Regions from separate parts of the Zea mays genome. Here regions 1 and 3 are each linked to region 2. A link is a contact called in public Hi-C data. All regions are on one chromosome and are shown on one strand. The core of a region is the stretch at or near the end of the contact, and the rest is flanking DNA. Distances in the headings are between cores, read along the strand shown. Region 1 holds the start of LOC100383468 (putative splicing factor 3A subunit 1). Region 2 holds the start of LOC100304285 (PQ-loop repeat family protein / transmembrane family protein). Region 3 holds the start of LOC103649975 (26S proteasome non-ATPase regulatory subunit 14 homolog).

Evidence for each region. A called contact is a pair of places that touch in the nucleus more often than the background predicts.
Region 1: a contact with region 2 is called in a Hi-C map of ear, with 2.2 times the contacts expected there. The contact joins the promoter of LOC100383468 here to the promoter of LOC100304285 in region 2. A contact is called at or near these places in 3 of 25 Hi-C or Micro-C datasets (ear, leaf and tassel).
Region 3: a contact with region 2 is called in a Hi-C map of ear, with 4 times the contacts expected there. The contact joins the promoter of LOC103649975 here to the promoter of LOC100304285 in region 2. A contact is called at or near these places in 4 of 25 Hi-C or Micro-C datasets (bundle sheath, ear, leaf and 1 more).

Annotation. Positions count from the first base shown.
Region 1 is chr3:39,499,540-39,502,351 of Zm-B73-REFERENCE-NAM-5.0, reverse strand. It overlaps LOC100383468 (putative splicing factor 3A subunit 1), which reads left to right and starts at 1,352. Exons shown (of 2, transcript NM_001176116.1): 1 at 1,352-2,812. The coding sequence starts at 1,428. It overlaps LOC100283567, which reads right to left and starts at 825. Exons shown (of 2, transcript NM_001371947.1): 1 at 1-825. The coding sequence starts at 648.
Region 2 is chr3:39,233,736-39,236,769 of Zm-B73-REFERENCE-NAM-5.0, reverse strand. It overlaps LOC100304285 (PQ-loop repeat family protein / transmembrane family protein), which reads right to left and starts at 1,622. Exons shown (of 14, transcript NM_001165727.1): 1 at 1,434-1,622; 2 at 261-512; 3 at 46-88. The coding sequence starts at 499.
Region 3 is chr3:38,977,040-38,979,910 of Zm-B73-REFERENCE-NAM-5.0, reverse strand. It overlaps LOC103649975 (26S proteasome non-ATPase regulatory subunit 14 homolog), which reads left to right and starts at 1,573. Exons shown (of 6, transcript XM_008675667.3): 1 at 1,573-1,879; 2 at 1,986-2,163; 3 at 2,769-2,850. The coding sequence starts at 1,753.

The DNA of each region.
Region 1 (2,812 bases), core at 103-2,602, 270 kb before region 2:
GGCTGGTGCAGCGCTGTTGGGCGCACCACCAGGGACAGGGCCAACAGAGGCGAGCTGGCAGGCGGTGCTGCGGTTACCAATCTTCTTCTGGGGCTCGCGTAGTGCAGCTCGGGCGCCGGAGCGGTGACGGAAGAGGATGAACCCGTACCCCTTGCACTTGCCCGTGTTGCGGTCGGTGACGACCTTGAGATCCTCTATCTCGCCGTATGGGCCGAAGGCCTCGGTGAGGGTGTCGGTTGTGGTGTCCCAGCCGAGGCCGTGTACGAAGATCTTCCGCTGAGCCGGGTCGGCGTCGGCCACGCGCCGGATGGTGGTTAGCACGTCGCCGTGAGCGATGGCAGCGTCGCGTAACAGCTCGACGAGCTGGTCCTTGGGGAACGAATCCAGCAGCGCCTGGATCGAAGCCTGGTCGCTCTCGCCTTCTTCTTCCTCTTCCACTTCCACTTCCTCCTCGACCTCCACCTCCTCGATTTCCTCTACATCCTCGCCGCCTGCCCCCTGCGGCAGCTTCTCCATCGTAGCCTCGACGGGGGCGAGGACCTCGGATAGACCAGCGGCCTTAGCGGTGGCAGACCTGGTGGTCGGGGAGGCCTTAACCGGCGTGAACCCTGCCGCCGATTTGGGCTCGAGCTTCCGCTTCTTGCCCATAGCAACGGCGATACGGCGTGGGAAGACGGGAATTGCGTCGTGCTAGGGTTTCGATGGAGAGGAGATTGGGGAACGAGGGGAAGACTTTTGCCGTTTCATATAGCTGAAGTAGGCAAGTAGCTAACGCGGCGTCGGACGGGCTGTCTGTGCATCATGTGACCTGGACCTGAATAATGTAAGAAAGGCCCACCAACAGAATTGGCGGTTGGTTTTTCTTCCTCTTCCAAGGCTTTCTCCAACAGTGAAAGCAAATGAAAAAAAAGTTAATTAGTTATGTGTTATTATATACTTTTTCTGGTTTTGATATCTGCCATTGAAATTTTTTAGCAACCATTAAATTTTTTATATTTGGAATACGTCATTTTATACTGATCTTACCTTCTCCAACAGGCTGCCGAGCCTGCCCATCACCCATCAGAGCACTTGCTGTCATCCCAACTATCTCTCCGTGTACACCCCAGTCATTAGTCATTACAGACCTTGCTCCTAAAAATTATTCAATAGGAACACTGAATACTGCAAGATTATGAAGTAATAGTGGATCGTTTATCTGTAAAAAAAATCACTCACAACTGCAAAAAAGCAGCCATTCACAACTGCAAAAAAAAAAACAATTACCGACAACCACAAGGCCACAACCCTCCAATCGTATATTCGTATGGCTGCCGTGACGGGGTCTGTCGTGTCTCGTAGGAGTGACGGGGTCTGTCGTGTCTCGACCCGACCTCCCTCCCTCCCTCCTTCCGTTCCGATCTAAACCCGCCGAAACCCTAATCCTCATGCCCGCCGCCATGGGCACCCCCATCCTGACCCTCCCCGCACCGGATGGCAACGGCACCGGTGGCGGCGACGCCAACCAGCAGCTGCTGCAGGCGCCGCCAAAGCCTCCCCCTCCCGGCGCGAAGACGGACCCCCCGGCGACGGTGGCCACCCACACGCGCACCATCGGCATCATCCACCCTCCGCCCGACATCCGCGTCATTATCGAGAAGACGGCTACCTTCGTCGCCAAGAACGGACCCGAGTTCGAGCGCCGCATCATCTCCCTCAACCAGGGCAACGCCAAATTCAACTTCCTCCAGCCCTCGGATCCCTACCACGCCTACTACCAGCACCGCGTTTCCGAGATAGCCGCTACGCCGCCCAGCGCGGACGGCCTCTCGGGCGCGGAGACTGACACGGCTCCCGCCGAAGCGCCAGCGTCGACCCCGGCCGACGGCGCCGCCGCCGTACCCGCAGATGGCGCCGCTGTGGACACAAAGGCCGACCACTCCGCGCCCTTCCGCGTGGTGCCGCCGCCCAAGGTGCTGGTGCCACCCAAGGCGGAGCTGTACACGGTGCGGCTGCCCGAGGGTATCACAGGGGAGGAGCTAGACATCATCAAGCTGACCGCCCAATTTGTGGCGCGGAACGGGAAGAACTTCCTGACGAGCCTGGCACAGCGCGAGAGCAACAACATGCAGTTCCACTTCATCCGGCCCACGCACAGCATGTTCCCCTTCTTTACGGAGCTCACAGATGCGTACTCCAGGGTGCTGAGGCCGGCAGAGGGGGTGCCTGCACTGCTAAAAGAGCTGAGGGAGGGGTCAAAGGACCTGACTACAGTGTTGGAGAGATGCTTGAACCGGTTGGAGTGGGATCGGTCGCAGGAGCAGGCAAGGCAGCAGGCAGAGGATGAGGTTGAGCAGGAACGGATGCAAATGTCAATGATTGATTGGCATGATTTTGTTGTTGTGGAGACCATTGAATTTGCAGATGATGAGTATGAAGGGCTTCCTGTGCCACTTACATTGGAGGAATTGAAGCGTCAGAAGAGGATGGAGAACTTGGGAGAGGAGGAAGCCATGGATTTGACTGAACCTGCTAAGGAGGTTGAGATGGAGATGGATGAAGAGGAGATGCAACTTGTTGAAGAAGGAATGCGGGCAGCACAGCTTGAGGAGAATGATGGAGGATCACAAGTTAATGTTGCTGGTGATGACGAGACACCTATGAGGATTGTCAAGAACTACAAGAGGCCTGAGGAGAGGATTCCTGCCGAGAGAGACCCAACTAAGTTTGTTGTCTCACCGATAACTGGAGAGCTCATTCCCATCAGCGAGATGGAGGAACACATGCGCATCTCACTCATTGATCCCAAGTACAAGGAGCAGAAAGAGAGGAT
Region 2 (3,034 bases), core at 373-2,872:
ATAAAAGTTAATAATTACGTTTTAAGTATAAGTAATGGATCTTACAGTAGCAGGTTCGAGGAAGCAGCCAACAAGGTTAAACAAATCCCTGCACAATCATAGAAGCATAAGATGGAATTATATAGGGATCCACGCTTAACATCGAGGTATAAGTACAATTATCGAGACATGATATAAATCACATGCAAGGAGCCCAAGACATGTGAAATAATATAATCGCATCCAGTTCCAAGGAGCATAAGACATCTGAAACAGCATACCCAACAATCCAGGTCATAAGAAAAGCGACAGAGAGTCCTTCTGTTGACTTCTGTCTGTAATTTGTCATTATCTGTGGCACCTCGGCGAAGCCCCAGCTTATGACACTGATTAGCCCAAGTGCCAGGGCAGCACCTTCCTTCTGGCTGCACAAGCAGTACCTCAAGTAGATTCGGGCCCATTCTGCGCAGTGCCGGGTCGCTGGGCAGCTTGCAGGAGGTGCTCCACCGAGAACACCCATACCTGCAACAGACCTGAGGCACAAATTGCGTATCTTTATTAAGCATTATCATGCTGCTCTCTGTACAGGAAACAGCTAGAGTCAAATTTGCATTACGTATCTTTTTTTTTTATTTCTCTATTCAACACAAAAAGATGGAACCAACAATGGAACAAACTGCTTCAATTCAACCTTTCAGAAAAGTGAAGCATAAATTATCAACTGGCGTGCTCAACTAAGCTAAATAACAAATGGGGTCAAAACAGAATATACGGACGGGCACGAATCTCTCACGTGGTCCTCAGTTCCCCATCAGGGGTAGGAGGACTAGTGTCTGAAAGGATGCACCAACAACTGACACATTTTGAATTCAAATCCTCCAAACTGCAGCCTATGTATCAACGCCTCCGAATCGACTGCAGCCTATGTATCAACGCCTCCGAATCGACTCTGGCAACGAAGGATCGACACGGATTAACTGATACTAGTAGATTTGTTGGAACATGAAAAGTGGTGAGGTTGCCTCTCTTTTTTTTCAAAAATATGTATCAACGCCACTGGTCCCAGCCCCAGATTCGAGGATAATAACAGACAACCAAAATTGAGAGTGGCAAAATAGCAAATTTTTCAGATTCGAGGTGGTTTGAACAAACCGTACGGGACGGCCTAGCGTCATCGTCCTTCCTGTAAATAAAAAAAATAAACGAAAGAAAAAAAAGAAGGATAATTCAAACTGAGCGCACCAACCCGGGCAGGCTTAACCTGTCAGAGCGTCATCGCCAAGAAGAACACGTCCCGAAAATCTCCCCAATGCGGTAAAACCGAACGCGCAGGCACACTCCCGGTCCCGGCAGCACCGACAAAACCAATCTCGCCGGCGGGACGAAGCAAAGCAACAGACGAGAATTTGGCAAGCGGGAGTAGGAACAGGGACGAGGAGGCTGGTACCACGTACCGAGACGGGGACAGGGGGAGACGAGGCGGGGCAGGGCAGGGGAGGTTCGAAGACCTGGTGCCAGAGCGGCTCTTCCTTCTCCGGAGCCCGAGGACGATGGAGCTGGGGAGAAAACGACGGGAAGGAAGGCGGGTTCGAGGAGGGCGGAATCGAAGCCTAGACGGGGAGGTCTGGGGGAGGGGAAGAGGCGTCGACGCGATCTTTATTTACCAGCCGCCGCTCTTGCCCTTCCCTCGAGAGGCCCTTCTCTTTCGGGGGGGGTTGCGCTGCGCCGCGTGGCTGCCCGCTACTGGTCACCGCTGCGGTATTACCCTGGCCGGGGCCCCGCCCGTTAGACCTCGCCTCGTGGGACAGGCTCGGACTCCTGCGGTCCTGCCGCAGATGGCTCGCGCTGCGCGGCTGCGCCACGTATGTGGCACGTAACCTCCGGCCGGGCGTCGACGCGTTTCTGGGTGTGGACGTGGCAGTGGCAGTGGCAGTGGCACAGGCACGCTGCACGCACGTCCGAATTTTTTGTATTTTAGCCCCTAAACCGAAGTAAATTCACGTTTAGACCTAAAAAAATTTTAAATGCAGTTTTGGACCCTTTGCTCGGCGCCATAGGCCGTGGCGCCGAGCTAACACAGCTCGGCGCCACAGCCTATGGCGCCGAGCTGTGACGTGGCCGCAACGGCTAGTTGCGTCCAGGGCTTACCTGGCTCTGACGTGGCGGCGGCGCGGCCTCGTAGCTCGGCGCCACAGATCTTGGCGCCGAGCTACGAATGCCTATAAAAACGCCCGCGCGGCTGGCCGAGAGCAGCTCATTTCATCCCATTTCCAAACTTCGTCAAAAATTGCTGGATTCAAAGATTTGAGTTGGTTCACTTCGTAGGCCAAGGTATGATTTCCAACTGATTCGTTTTGTATATTGGGTTGTTAGTTAAATAATTTGTATACACCTATTATATTATTATTTCGAATATTATAATAGGTATTCGTTTGTGTAGACTTATTATAAAGCATAATAGGTACAAGTGATAATTATAATCGTTTATTAGATGAAAGACATGTACCGAGAGGCGTTGTGGCAGAAGAGAGGTCGTTCTCGAGATTTATATCCGGACGTATCTAGTAAGGATGCTCCTGTTCCTCCTGAACTCCCCGTGCCTAACTGTGACTGTGGCAGACTGGCTTGGGTACATCAATCACAACATCCAGACACGGCTGCTCGCTGCTACTACCTTTGTGGCACTTTGGACGTACGTAGCTTATGACTTGTCACTTAACTTTGTTCGCATTCATTTTTTTGTAGATATGTAATAGTGCATCTTTCCATTATTTTAGGGACATCAGAAGTGTTTCTTTTTCCAGTGGATCGATGGTCCTGATAAATTTGACCCTCGATATCTTCTTTTCGTTAATTGGTTGAGTGGAAAGACAAGTCATGAGCGTTTTAAGCGTTGGGTACCTCCTCCCCCGAATCCTCCACCAATGACGGATGCAGAGAAGGAGGTAGCAACAGAAAGACGGATGGACTCACCGCCTCGATGCGATTGTGGAGACCGTGCTGTCATCGACGAAGACTATGACAAGCAGTTCTGTTGTCCGAACATTGATTATGT
Region 3 (2,871 bases), core at 324-2,823, 260 kb after region 2:
ATGATAAAAGCAGAAGGAGACAGTAAGAAATCGTTTTTACCGGATTACCCAGAAAGCACTTCCTGTTACAAACAAAGACCGCAAGCTGGACCTAGGATCTTTGGGCCGATTATTTCAAAATCAACCCAAAGATCGGGGGCTTGTGGGGGACAGATATCCCCCGGGTCCACTGGAAGGATAAAAGACCTCACGAAAGGCCCAAGGGCCCAATAAATCGTAAGGTCATCCCTTCGTGGGCCTGGGGAGGAACGACCAGTGAAGCAGATTGACGTAAGGCCGGATCGGTGCGAGTCCAGACGGCCCAATGACTTTGAGAGAGTAATCACAACAGTGACCCGACCTTCCCGTGCTGGAACCCCGTACAACGGAACCAAGCGAGGATGGGTCGGCGGAACTATAGGAAGATAGACTCAATTGGTTCACTATCATTTAGGCGCATACTGTTATCATATCCGCATGTAATGCCCCACGGTCGAGTATATAAGGCCTAGGGGGCACCCCTTCAGAACGATCGAACTCGCTACTCAGCCATCCACCTCAACTCTCTACGTTTCCCGCACTAGAGAGCCCCCTTGTAACCAGTCACATAAAGCATTCTCGCCAGGACGTAGGGTATTACACATCTCAAAACGACCCGAACCTGTAAACCATTGTTTATTATTTCTCGTGCATCCGACACGAACTATTGAGCTACAGTCGGAAACACCATCCTACTCCTAAAAAAACACCTTGAGGGGCAACTCCGGGTGTGCGGTCGGACCCAAAACACCGACAGTGACGATGATTGCATCGCGTGTGGATAGTTGAGTAGATTGGGAAGGGAAGGGTGAGCGGGAGATGCACAACAATCTCTTTAAGGATGGATGGATAAAGATAGATTAAAAACAAATCTAATTAAGGTAAAAGTGAATAGAGATAGATTAAAAATAGATCTATGTATGAGGTAGAAAAGTGTGTGACACAGGATGACGCAGGGTTGAAACCAATACTTTATAGTTGTGGAGATGGAGATGGAGAAAAGATAGCTTATGCTCCATTTGGATGTTTGTATTTGAGGATAAGGAATTGAACTGGATTCAATATCATATCAATTATGGTACTGACGTTTGACTTTAATTCATACCGGCTTCTACTATTTCTACAACGTTTTTGTCTCTACGGATTACAGCTGCAGCAGTCCAAACAACCGTCTTTAATCAGTAATTTCAATTCTATTGTTTAGATGTCATTGAAATAGAGTTTGGAATTGTGCGGTCTAATTTCTCACAATACAGAGGGGTGATGCTCTATATTAGAAGAGTGATATTTTCAGAGAATTGAGTCTATGATTCTAAATCTCAATTTTATGCGCAAACAAACAACAGAATTTTAGGTGATTCAGTATCTATATCCAGATAGGATATTAAAGTGGCCGAAGGATAAAATTGCGGTCCAAAAGTGGATAGCATCTCGCGGGCTGTCCACGACAAACCCAGCCAAGCCAATACTGGGCTGACCCAGTGCGGTTCGGTTCGGTTCTGTTCTGTTCTGTTCTGTCTTTCTCCGAATAAAAGCCTGCTTCCAGCCCACGCCTGTACTCCGAACCGGCCCAGCGGTGGCCAAACCGGCCCGGGCACAACTACAAGGCGTGCGGTCGAAGAAAGAAATTGATGAAACGGCGGCTGAGGCCGCAAGCTTCTCACTGGCCGCAAGCAAACCGAACGAACCCAACCGAAGCGAGAGCTGAGCAAGGCAGAGGCGTCGTGACCGGCGATGGAGCGGCTGCAGCGGATCTTTGGCGCCTCCGGCATGGGGCAGCCGCCGACGGACTCGCCGCTGCTCGATTCCTCCGAGCAGGTCTACATCTCCTCCCTAGCGCTTCTCAAGATGCTCAAGCACGGTGCGTGGATCCTCCTTCCCTCCCCCGGAATCTAGGGTTAGGGTTCGTCCCTGTTTTCCTTTGCTTTCGCTCGCGCTCGGGGTCTGATGCGTCGTTTCGGTTGCAGGGAGGGCTGGGGTGCCCATGGAGGTCATGGGCCTCATGCTCGGCGAGTTCGTTGACGACTACACCGTCAGGGTCGTCGACGTCTTCGCCATGCCGCAGAGCGGGACTGGTGTCAGCGTCGAGGCCGTCGACCACGTCTTCCAGACAAACATGCTTGACATGCTTAAGCAGACCGGCAGGTAGGGATCGACTGATGATTCTCTCAGTGGATCTGTAATGCATTCTTTTTTTTTTCGTCCATCTCTTTGTTTTATTAGTTCACATTGATTGCTTGATTTGCCCGTACTACTTAGTCAAATTGTGTAGGATCATGCTATTGAATTGCACTGAGGTCCACACATGTGTCTGTTGGTTGCAATGTTGTTCCTTGTTTGGATTAAACCGAGGTTGTTTTGCTGCTTGTACATGGTAATTTTGAAGTAGCACCTTAAGTTCATAATCTGTGCTCCTTAGATGAAATTTTTAGGGCAACAATTGACACCGGTAATGTCACTACTAATGGTACTATTTTGTTTCAAATTATAAGTCGTTCCAACTTTCGTGGAAAGTCAAAACATCTCAAGTTTGCCAAAATTATAGAGAGCATTACAAAGATTTATAACATCAAATAGGTATATTGTGAAAATATGATTAATAAAGAATGTAATGATACTTATTTGGTACGGGCAAATCATTTGTCGGTTCTGTGGAAAACCCACTAGCATTCATAGTATTAATCAATATTGTTTTAACTCAGTTATATTCTGTAGGAAAACAAATATGTGATATTTCCCCCCTTTTGCAGGCCAGAAATGGTTGTAGGTTGGTATCACTCACATCCTGGCTTCGGATGCTGGCTATCAGGCGTCGATATCAATACTCAGCAGGTCTATGCAAATCCACTTGTT